3 separate regions of the Mus musculus genome follow, and regions 1 and 3 are each linked to region 2. Evidence: chromatin contacts called from public promoter capture Hi-C data. All regions are on one chromosome and are shown on one strand. Each heading gives the region's core, a stretch centred on a gene start, on an enhancer-like site or on the middle of the called end of the contact. The rest is flanking DNA. Distances are from core to core; before and after follow the strand shown. Region 1 has its middle 26 kb from the start of Gm35803. Region 2 holds the start of Mettl21a (methyltransferase like 21A). Region 3 holds the start of Crygb (crystallin, gamma B).

Region 1 (2,700 bases), core at 73-2,572, 310 kb before region 2:
TCCTGCCAGTGCAATAAACTCAGAGTCCCCTGCAAGCTCTGCCCTCTCCTGTTCCCTCTGTATCCTGTCCTCCTCCCCCAGACCAGTTCTCTGGCAGAGTCAACCGAGAACAAGACTTGGTTCCAACCTGATCCCAGCCTTAGTTCCAGCTTTGTGTGACTGTTTTGTTTTGAAGCAACCTGATGCTGAAAACGTTCAGGTCGTAATGACTGGGAAATGTGAAATATTTATCATCTGATATATCAGCTGACCTGGCACTTATATCCCATTATCTCCAGTGCTAGTATTCTGGTTCTAGTAGAACTGATACCCAGCTGCACTGTGGACCAAGGGGTTAAACTACACCCCAATCACAGAGCTGTATGCAAACCAGTCTTTTGTACTGTTATCTGTAGAAAGCTAAGAGATAGGTGTAAATAAAGCAATGTCCTTGTTTGCCTATAGGTTTTCAATCTTTTTCTTTCAACATGAAAGCAGAGACTTTGCCCTGTTGTTCATATACTCAATTACACACAGGTGTAGGGGACCTTATAAACACATACACATAAACAGAGAAGACGCATACAGACCACACAAATGCATAAGCAAAGAAACGAGAGAGAGAGAGAGAGAGAGAGAGAGAGAGAGAGAGAGAGAGAGAGAGAGAGAGAGAAACCACACTCAGAGACCATATAAACACATAAACAGAGACCCCCCCCAAACACACACACACACACACACACACACACACACACACACACACACACAGAGGTTGTTATACTCTTGAACTAAGAGAAGCCAATAAGCAGTTTTCCTCTTTGTTTCTTGACTGTTTGGAAACAAGAGAAAAGTTAAGTGGCCCTAAAGAGGGGACCAGATGGGATCTGGGAGGAGAAGCCTAGAGGAAGAGAAATTGCAGCAAGAAGACTGTTTTGCTTCAGAGTTCCTGCCAGAAGCAAAGAAGAAGGTCCCAAGCTCCAGCACTGTGACCCCTTGGTAATTTCCCTGGGGAGCCCCACCTCAGACAACCTTTACCCCTCAGAATCCAGGGGAAGCTGAGCTCGGTAAGTTCCAAACATAGAGGGCAGACAGTGATGGAGGGTCTAAAGCCACAGGCCTGGACAAGGTTCCAAGTGGGCCTGCCTGACAGCCACAGAAGCCAGCTGAGCCAATGGGGGGACAGCCACGACACCAGCTGAGCCAATGGGGGAACTTTCTGCCTGATGAGGCCTGCTTCCCAAGAAGAGTACTGGCAGTTTCCCTCGACTCTTGTTTTCCTGTGTTTAAAATGAAGGACTCTGCGGCTTCATGTGACCACTCTTGTCAGAGTCTTTGCTCGGAGAGGTGTTTTTGCATTTGTGAAGCCTGCCAGGAAACAGCGTGAGTCATGAGTCATGGCTTCTGAGCAGACACTATTCAGCTTTAGAAATTCCCAGAGATACGACTTGTTTATACGAAAGGAAGCAGCTATTCTGAGCTGCCCGAGGAAGAGGAAAGCGCTGCTCTTTTTTTCCCCCCATTTAAACACCCTGGTGAAAGGTCAACTGGGCAGCTGCAAGGCAGCGAGCCCCTAGTGTAGACACTGGTGTTCTTCAGTGCATCCGTCTTCATTTTACGGGGTATTTCTGGGTTTGGCATCTCAAAATGCAAGTCCTGTGACCCTGAAATTTCACTCTCAGCCTTTGGTCCAAAGTTGGGGTTTTTTTTCTTTTTTTTCTTTTTTTTTTTTTTTCTTTTTCTGTGCAGGCTCTGAGTGGGAACCTGTGACATGGGGATTGAGAGCCAGGAGGTGACCATAGAAACCCACCATCTTTGACAATTTTCTAACTTCCAGTTTCAGAGTAAGGCACGGCTTTTTACTCCTATATACCATGCTGCCGTCTTCAATGTCCTCTATCCTTAGTTTTATCAACTAGTGTGTCCGCTACCATTACTTTAAATGGTGGTTCAAAGCTCTGCAGGAGAATATGCCCAAAGGGATTGCCACTATTACAACTGTTTCTTCGTTGACCCACTATCTTGGCCCTCGGGTGTTAGAATGCATGGTGTCACCGACTGACTTCCAAGACAAAACCATTCACAAAGTATTCACTGATTCGACAGTCATGGGCCTCTGTGATGGTAACAGGGACAATACCTGAAGAAATCAACATTGTTCCCTAAACATATAGGAAATGTTTCACTAGTTATTGAAGGATGCCCACTCATTATGATAAAGATGGATAAAAATAAAGACTTGGCTTAATGGCTAAACATTCACGTGTAGGAATCAAACTAAAAAGTCGTTGTGGACAGTTATTGTTCTAGAATCAGTAAGTTGAGTTCTGAATCAGTAAGTTGAGAAGCACAGGGGATAAACTCTGTAAACAAAAGTTCCCAAGTACTTGAAAATCACACAAGTATACCTCTGAGAAAACTAAAATTATGAACTAAAACATTTTACTAACAAAGTGATAAAATGGCTTGAAATAAGAAAAATACGTAAAAAAAAAAACCCAATAGTATTTGTATATTACAGCAAAGCCAAGGTAGATAATAAAATGCCAAAGAAAAGCTAATGAAGTATTAAGAAGCAAAAATACATACAAACTAAAGGCAAATGTAGTAAAAGATTAAAAACATTTGTTGAGAGATATAATTTGAATAATTAGGACAGTTATATTTTAATTAAATGGGAGAATTCAACATAAAAAGGCAAAGATTCTCAGATTATTAGAATAA
Region 2 (2,700 bases), core at 6-2,505:
GTAACTTGGAAAAGCTGTTGACGTTATTACAAGTTCAAACTAAGAAATAGACTGAGGTGCATCCAATTTCTTCAACAGCTTTTCCTCCGAGACTTGAGGGAAGTGAAAATTGGCTCTGAATTGGTGTCAACTAATAACTCTGAGGAGGAAACGCCTAGAAATCTCTAACTACTGTGGCACCCTACAGGCTCCTGTTACTACTTGGGCATTACATAAAGAACGGTACACGAAGTGACAGTGACGGCCCTGGGCACCTGATCTGTCTGGACCCAGCTCCCACATTTTTGTTTGTTTGGTCCGCCAACCTACATCCTCATGTTCAGCTAGGACAAAGGAGCCAAATGCGTACTTCTGCTAAATCCTAAGGGTTCGCCCTGCCTTTTGACCCTAGAAGGCTCCCTACGGCAGAGTGGATGGAGTCACCCTGGGGGCTGGAGCGGACAATACTGGCGGACAACCCGCGGGACAAAAAGCACGTCCCGCACGACACCCGGGGGCCACAGATGCGCTTCCCTCGCGCCCACGAAAGAGTCCCGGGAACCCAGCATGGTGGGAGCAGGGCTCTGCAGAGACTCCTTTCGGACCCTCGGGTGGAGGCTTGGCGCCCACACAGCCCGCTGGCCACCCTGCAGTGCCTCCACGTAGATACTCACGGTTCCGGGAGGGTACCCGAGCCGCGCAAGCGCACAGCCTTGCCCAGTCGCTGTGCGGAGCTCCTCCTTAAAAGGCTGGATTGGCAGAAGGCGGTGGAAGCTGGTTCCGGGAAGAGAGACGCGGGTTTCCGGTCCCCTTCCCCGGTACCGCCGCTTTCCCCTGGCCCGTGCTGTGTAGTTCCTGTGAGGCCCTACGGTTTTGGGGCGCCAGGGAGGGCGAGTGCACAGGGGCGTGGGGTGCCTTGCATGGGAGAAAGGCCGACCTTAAAGTGGACAGTTAGTCGGCGACGTTGGCGCCCAAGGATGCGTAGCGAAGTAGAGAACTAAACGTAGTCACCGCGTTTGGTGGCAGTGAAGTGGGAGAGAACACTACCGAGCATCCCTAACCACGGCGCGGCTGGGGAGTGGGCGTGCGACGCCCAGGCCGGGTTTTGAGCCCGACCACATGCGCTCGGGCGCTCGCGTCGCTCCACGCCGCCACTCTGCTGGCCGAAATGGACGCCTTTCTAAATCCTGGCCGGCAGCCTCGGCTGCAAACTCCATCCCCGGACCTGGCCACCCAAGGGTCTCCGCGTGCCGGACCCTGCCGAGCCGCGACCGCCCTCGCCTCTCCCGGCCGGCAGGGGGCGCGCCTGACCTCCACATTCCAGCACCAGCTGCGGGAGACTGGGGACAAGTGGCCTGCAGTAAACTGGGGACCAGTAAGAGCCCTTTCCTCAAGTTACTGAGTTTCCTGTTTGGGTCTTTTCTTCCTCCGTTTTTTCTCTTAGTAAGTTTTCTCCTTACTTGCTCCATGGCTTTGTGCTATCTCGGCTTCTCAGCTTCCCCTTTTCCTTTTCTTATTAAAGCTCACGTTTTTGCGCTAGAGAGAGCTAATCCGATTTCATCAGTGAATACGCACAAGTGAAAAGACCACACCACGTTGATATGTAGTTACTAGAAGAAGAAATACCTTTCTTCCGTGTGTTTTCTGTTTTATTTCTTTCTTTTGGGGACCTAAACTAGGCACAGGAAAGTGTAGACTTTGGGTCAGAAAAACATTCAAAAATGTAAATGGGTTGACCTCCCCAGATTCCTGGGATCTAGCTAACCATTCTGTCTCCCTATTCTCCATCTTTCCACTGAAAATGTATACACACACAGGGGAGGATTGCATACATATGTATATGACTTTAAAACTTCCCCCAAGCTCTCCAGCACACTGCCAACAAGAGCATTTGCAACATTACATTTACTTACCGTGTTCCTTTTGCCCCTCCTAGCTCCCAGAGTTGTAATTATTGCCGACTTGCTTAGAAAGGGCACACATCCGCTTAGGAAAATCAACATCTATAGCAGTGTAGACATTAAAGAGAGCACAAACAGAAACCACTGGTGAGCCTCTAAATATCTGAGAAGAAAGACTTGTTTAATCCTTGGGGGAGAGAGTAATGAGCATTTGATAGAGTACATATTTAAGTGCTCAGCCTGCTATATGGCTGTCTTTAATATGCCCAGGGATTTTCCTATCCTTAGTTCATACTTGACCATACAAATTGTTCTTACCATCAGAACGTGGGTGAAAGAGCCCCTCGCAGCTGGGTAGTTGCTCCTTTCTCACTATCCCAGGGCTTTGGTTTGGTTTAGTTTAAAACAGGATCTCTCTTCTCTACATAGCCTTGTCTGCCCAGGAACTCACTATATATGTACCAGGTTGGCTTCAAACTCAGATGCACCTGCCCCAGACTGGCAAGTGCTGAGATTACAGGTTGTGTGTCACCATGCCTAGCCAAGGCTTGTGTCTTAACATCCAGGCTCTCTTTAGCACCAGGTCCCCGGTTGGAGCTTCACAACTGAAACAGGAGTGAGAAAGAAACCTTTGTAATCGTGGAGAACAGAGCGTGCTGCAGCATTGCTTAGGTGGTACCACAACGGGGGGTGCTAACAACTTGGGAGACTTCCAATGTGAGTGAGGTAGAGGGGCTGGAGAAATGACTTAGTGGTTGAGAGCGCCTTTTGCTCTTGCAAAGGATGCAGGATCAGAACCCAGCACCCACATGATGGCTTA
Region 3 (2,700 bases), core at 124-2,623, 460 kb after region 2:
GCTCTTTGCAGGAGAGGAAATCAGAAAGTTACCAGAAGGGTAGCGTTTTGATATGTCTCCCGTGTTGAAAAGGTATCAACCTTCAGCGATTCTCTGCAAAACCTGTGCATTGGTCCACGTATCTCTAGAGCAGGAGACTGAGCCCCTGTGATATATAAGGTGCTGTGTTTCCCTGGTTTCTCTTTCTAAGTCTCAGTTTCAGTCCAAATCAGCCCCTTCCCCTGGCTTCCTGCATGCCCACTGACCCTTCCCTGTGAGGGTTAAACTTCATCTTGTCTCACCCCTCCCACACTCCACCTGCCTAGGATGCTATTATGGTCGTGCTTTAGAAAGCATGAATCTTGAACTTTGGTTTTAACCCTTTTGCTGGTGTATTCCTCCAAGGGAGCCAATAGGTACTGCCCACTACATATGAATAAGAAGCAGAAGATGGGGAAAAAATCGAGTAGAAAGAATTGCAAGGCCAAGCAAGCCAACATGTTTTTAGATGAGATCAGGGCATTCAAGGTGGTATGGTTTTCTACAAAGCGGATGGCTCAGGCTGGCCTTGAATTCTTGCCACTATCTCTTCAGTGCATCCTACCCACCCAATGCATTTTATAACACCTGCACATTAGCCCATTGCATTTTTAGATTAAGAAACTGAATTTCTGACTTGAACTGGTTTGGAATGAACTAAGGACTACATATGGAGGGGATTTATATGTTAAACAGATAATAAATGTATTGTCTTCAATATCTTATTGTTTTAAAATTTCTCTCTGGCGTTGGCATTTGACTTCTCGATAGCATATAAAATGTGAAAATGGGGATTTGAGTTTTCTAAAAATTCACCACCACGTTCCTGAGAACTGAGATTCCTCTCTCAGGTATCCTACTGGATACACATACTAGGTATTACACCCACTCTTTGCTCTAGTTGAAACGACTTGCTTTAAGATGATCTTTTAGGATAATTTGTGTTCCCAGAGATCAATAATAAAGACAGCCAAACTCACTTGGGGGATGAGGCAGCAGGAACGAATGGAGTCGCTGAAACCCATCCACTGCTGGTAGTCAGGGTACTCTCCACGTCTCAGGAAGTACTGGTGGCCCTGGTAGTTGGGGCGCTCATAGAGCATCCAGCAGCCACTGTCCACGCGGACAGAATTGCAGCGGCTGAAGTAGGTCTGCAGGTTGGGGCAGTCGCTGCTGCACTCATAGCAGCGGCCCTGGAAGCTGCGGTCCTCGAAGAAGGTGATCTGTAAGCGCAGAAAGGGACCAGACAAATAAGTGATTTCTGCCAGCAAGGATGCTGCTTGCGGGCAAAGGTCAGGGTTCCAGGACTTACCTTTCCCATCTCGCTGAGAGTAAGAGATGCCCTGGGAGCTGTGAGACTCTAGGGGAGCTCCCCTGGTATATATAGCTGTCATGACTGCTGCCTCCACAGGAAATCACACAAAGGGGCCCATTTCGGTGAGTAAGGGGATTTGCAAGCTCGGAGAGCTCTCTCCCTCCCTCTGCTCATTGGGGTTGGCTGAATGGTTTACTCTCATTCTTTCTGGTAGGTTCGGGTTGCTCTAATTCACTAAAGCTGTTGTGTTGTTGCCATCAATGAGAAAAGTCTTTGCTCTTGTTTTGCAAAAGAATGAGCGAAGCTCTGATTCTGTGCGTTTATTTTATAGCTTACTCGGCTCAATTGACTTCTCTGGAGAGAATCTGATTTAGCAACTGTGCGTGCTTCGGATTTTGATTGCATATTTAAATTAAAAAAAAATTTATAGGTATTTTCCTCATTTACATTTTCATTGCTATCCCAAAAGTCCCCCATACCCTCCCCCGACTCCCCTACCCACCCACTCCCAGTTCTTGGCCCTGGTGTTCCCCTGTACTGAGGCATATAAAGTTTGCACGACCAATGGGCCTCTCTTTCCACTGATGGCCGGCTAGGCCATCTTCTGATACATATGCAGCTAGTTTAAATTTTTTAAAAGTGAAAACTTAAACAGTAAGGAAGCTTGAGTAAGAGAGCTCAAAGAGACGTAACCGGAGGAGACATTCTGAAAAGCATAAAGTTTAGTTCAAATTCAAGATTCTGTGATCATTAATGTTCGTTGGGGCGATGGTCTGGAGTAGAATTGTCAACTATTTTTGTGATGTCTTTTCTCCACCCTTGCACCTAGAACAGAGGTTTTGATGCTGTGGCTCTGACTGGAAGAGAAAGCAAGTGAGTGTTCATAGGCTTCCTCCATTTCCAATATCCTTGGAGAGCCTAAATCTCCCTTCTGCTCATGCTCACCCAGAGTCTGTCCCTCCTACAAATGCCACATTTTTTTCTTTCCATTTTTTCTTTTTATTTTTTGTTTTGTTTTATTTTGTTTTTCAGGAGCTATCAGTAAAGTAATATAAGGATTCTGACAGAAACCTTCCTAGCAACCCACCACAAACTTTCTCAGGCTTGAAATAATGGGTACCATCCAGGCCAGATTTGGGAGTAGGGGGGTGGTGGAGGGAGGGTGGGGGGGTGGGAGGAGTGGGGAGGGTGTCTTGACAGTGTGCCTCAAACATGTATTGTGGGAACCCTGGGGTCCCCTAGCCTACTTCAAACTGATATCTCTTCAGGACAGTTTTTCAGAAAAATACTGAGTTTATTTGCTATCTTAAGAAAATTTTATTCTTTCCTTTACAAATGAACAAATGAATACTGTCATTTCCCCACAG

Evidence for each region. Promoter capture Hi-C pulls out the DNA fragments that hold promoters and counts their contacts.
Region 1: a promoter capture Hi-C map of pre-B cells shows a contact between it and region 2, with 4 times the contacts expected there. The contact joins the enhancer-like site here to the promoter of Mettl21a in region 2. A contact is called at or near these places in 3 of 39 promoter capture datasets (the 3T3-L1 cell line and pre-B cells), 2 of 484 Hi-C or Micro-C datasets (embryonic stem cells and pre-B cells) and 1 of 9 other capture datasets (liver).
Region 3: a promoter capture Hi-C map of embryonic stem cells shows a contact between it and region 2, with 2.6 times the contacts expected there. The contact joins the promoter of Crygb here to the promoter of Mettl21a in region 2. A contact is called at or near these places in 11 of 39 promoter capture datasets (the 3T3-L1 cell line, 3T3-L1-derived adipocytes, embryonic stem cells and 3 more) and 2 of 9 other capture datasets (adipose tissue and embryonic stem cells).

Annotation. Positions count from the first base shown.
Region 1 is chr1:64,304,384-64,307,083 of GRCm38.p6, forward strand. No RefSeq gene overlaps it. Among named protein-coding and RNA genes, the nearest start is that of Gm35803, 26 kb to the left of the region's middle. Within about 2 kb of position 1,323, at least 230 of the 459 cell types and tissues checked have an H3K27ac peak or open chromatin away from gene starts, as enhancers often do. A contact at or near this core is called in embryonic stem cells, liver and pre-B cells, where this site is marked.
Region 2 is chr1:64,616,509-64,619,208 of GRCm38.p6, forward strand. It overlaps Mettl21a (methyltransferase like 21A), which reads right to left and starts at 1,256. Exons shown (of 3, transcript NM_025964.4): 1 at 1-1,256.
Region 3 is chr1:65,080,917-65,083,616 of GRCm38.p6, forward strand. Crygb (crystallin, gamma B) reads right to left here and starts at 1,374. Exons shown (of 3, transcript NM_144761.2): 1 at 1,331-1,374; 2 at 999-1,241. The coding sequence starts at 1,339.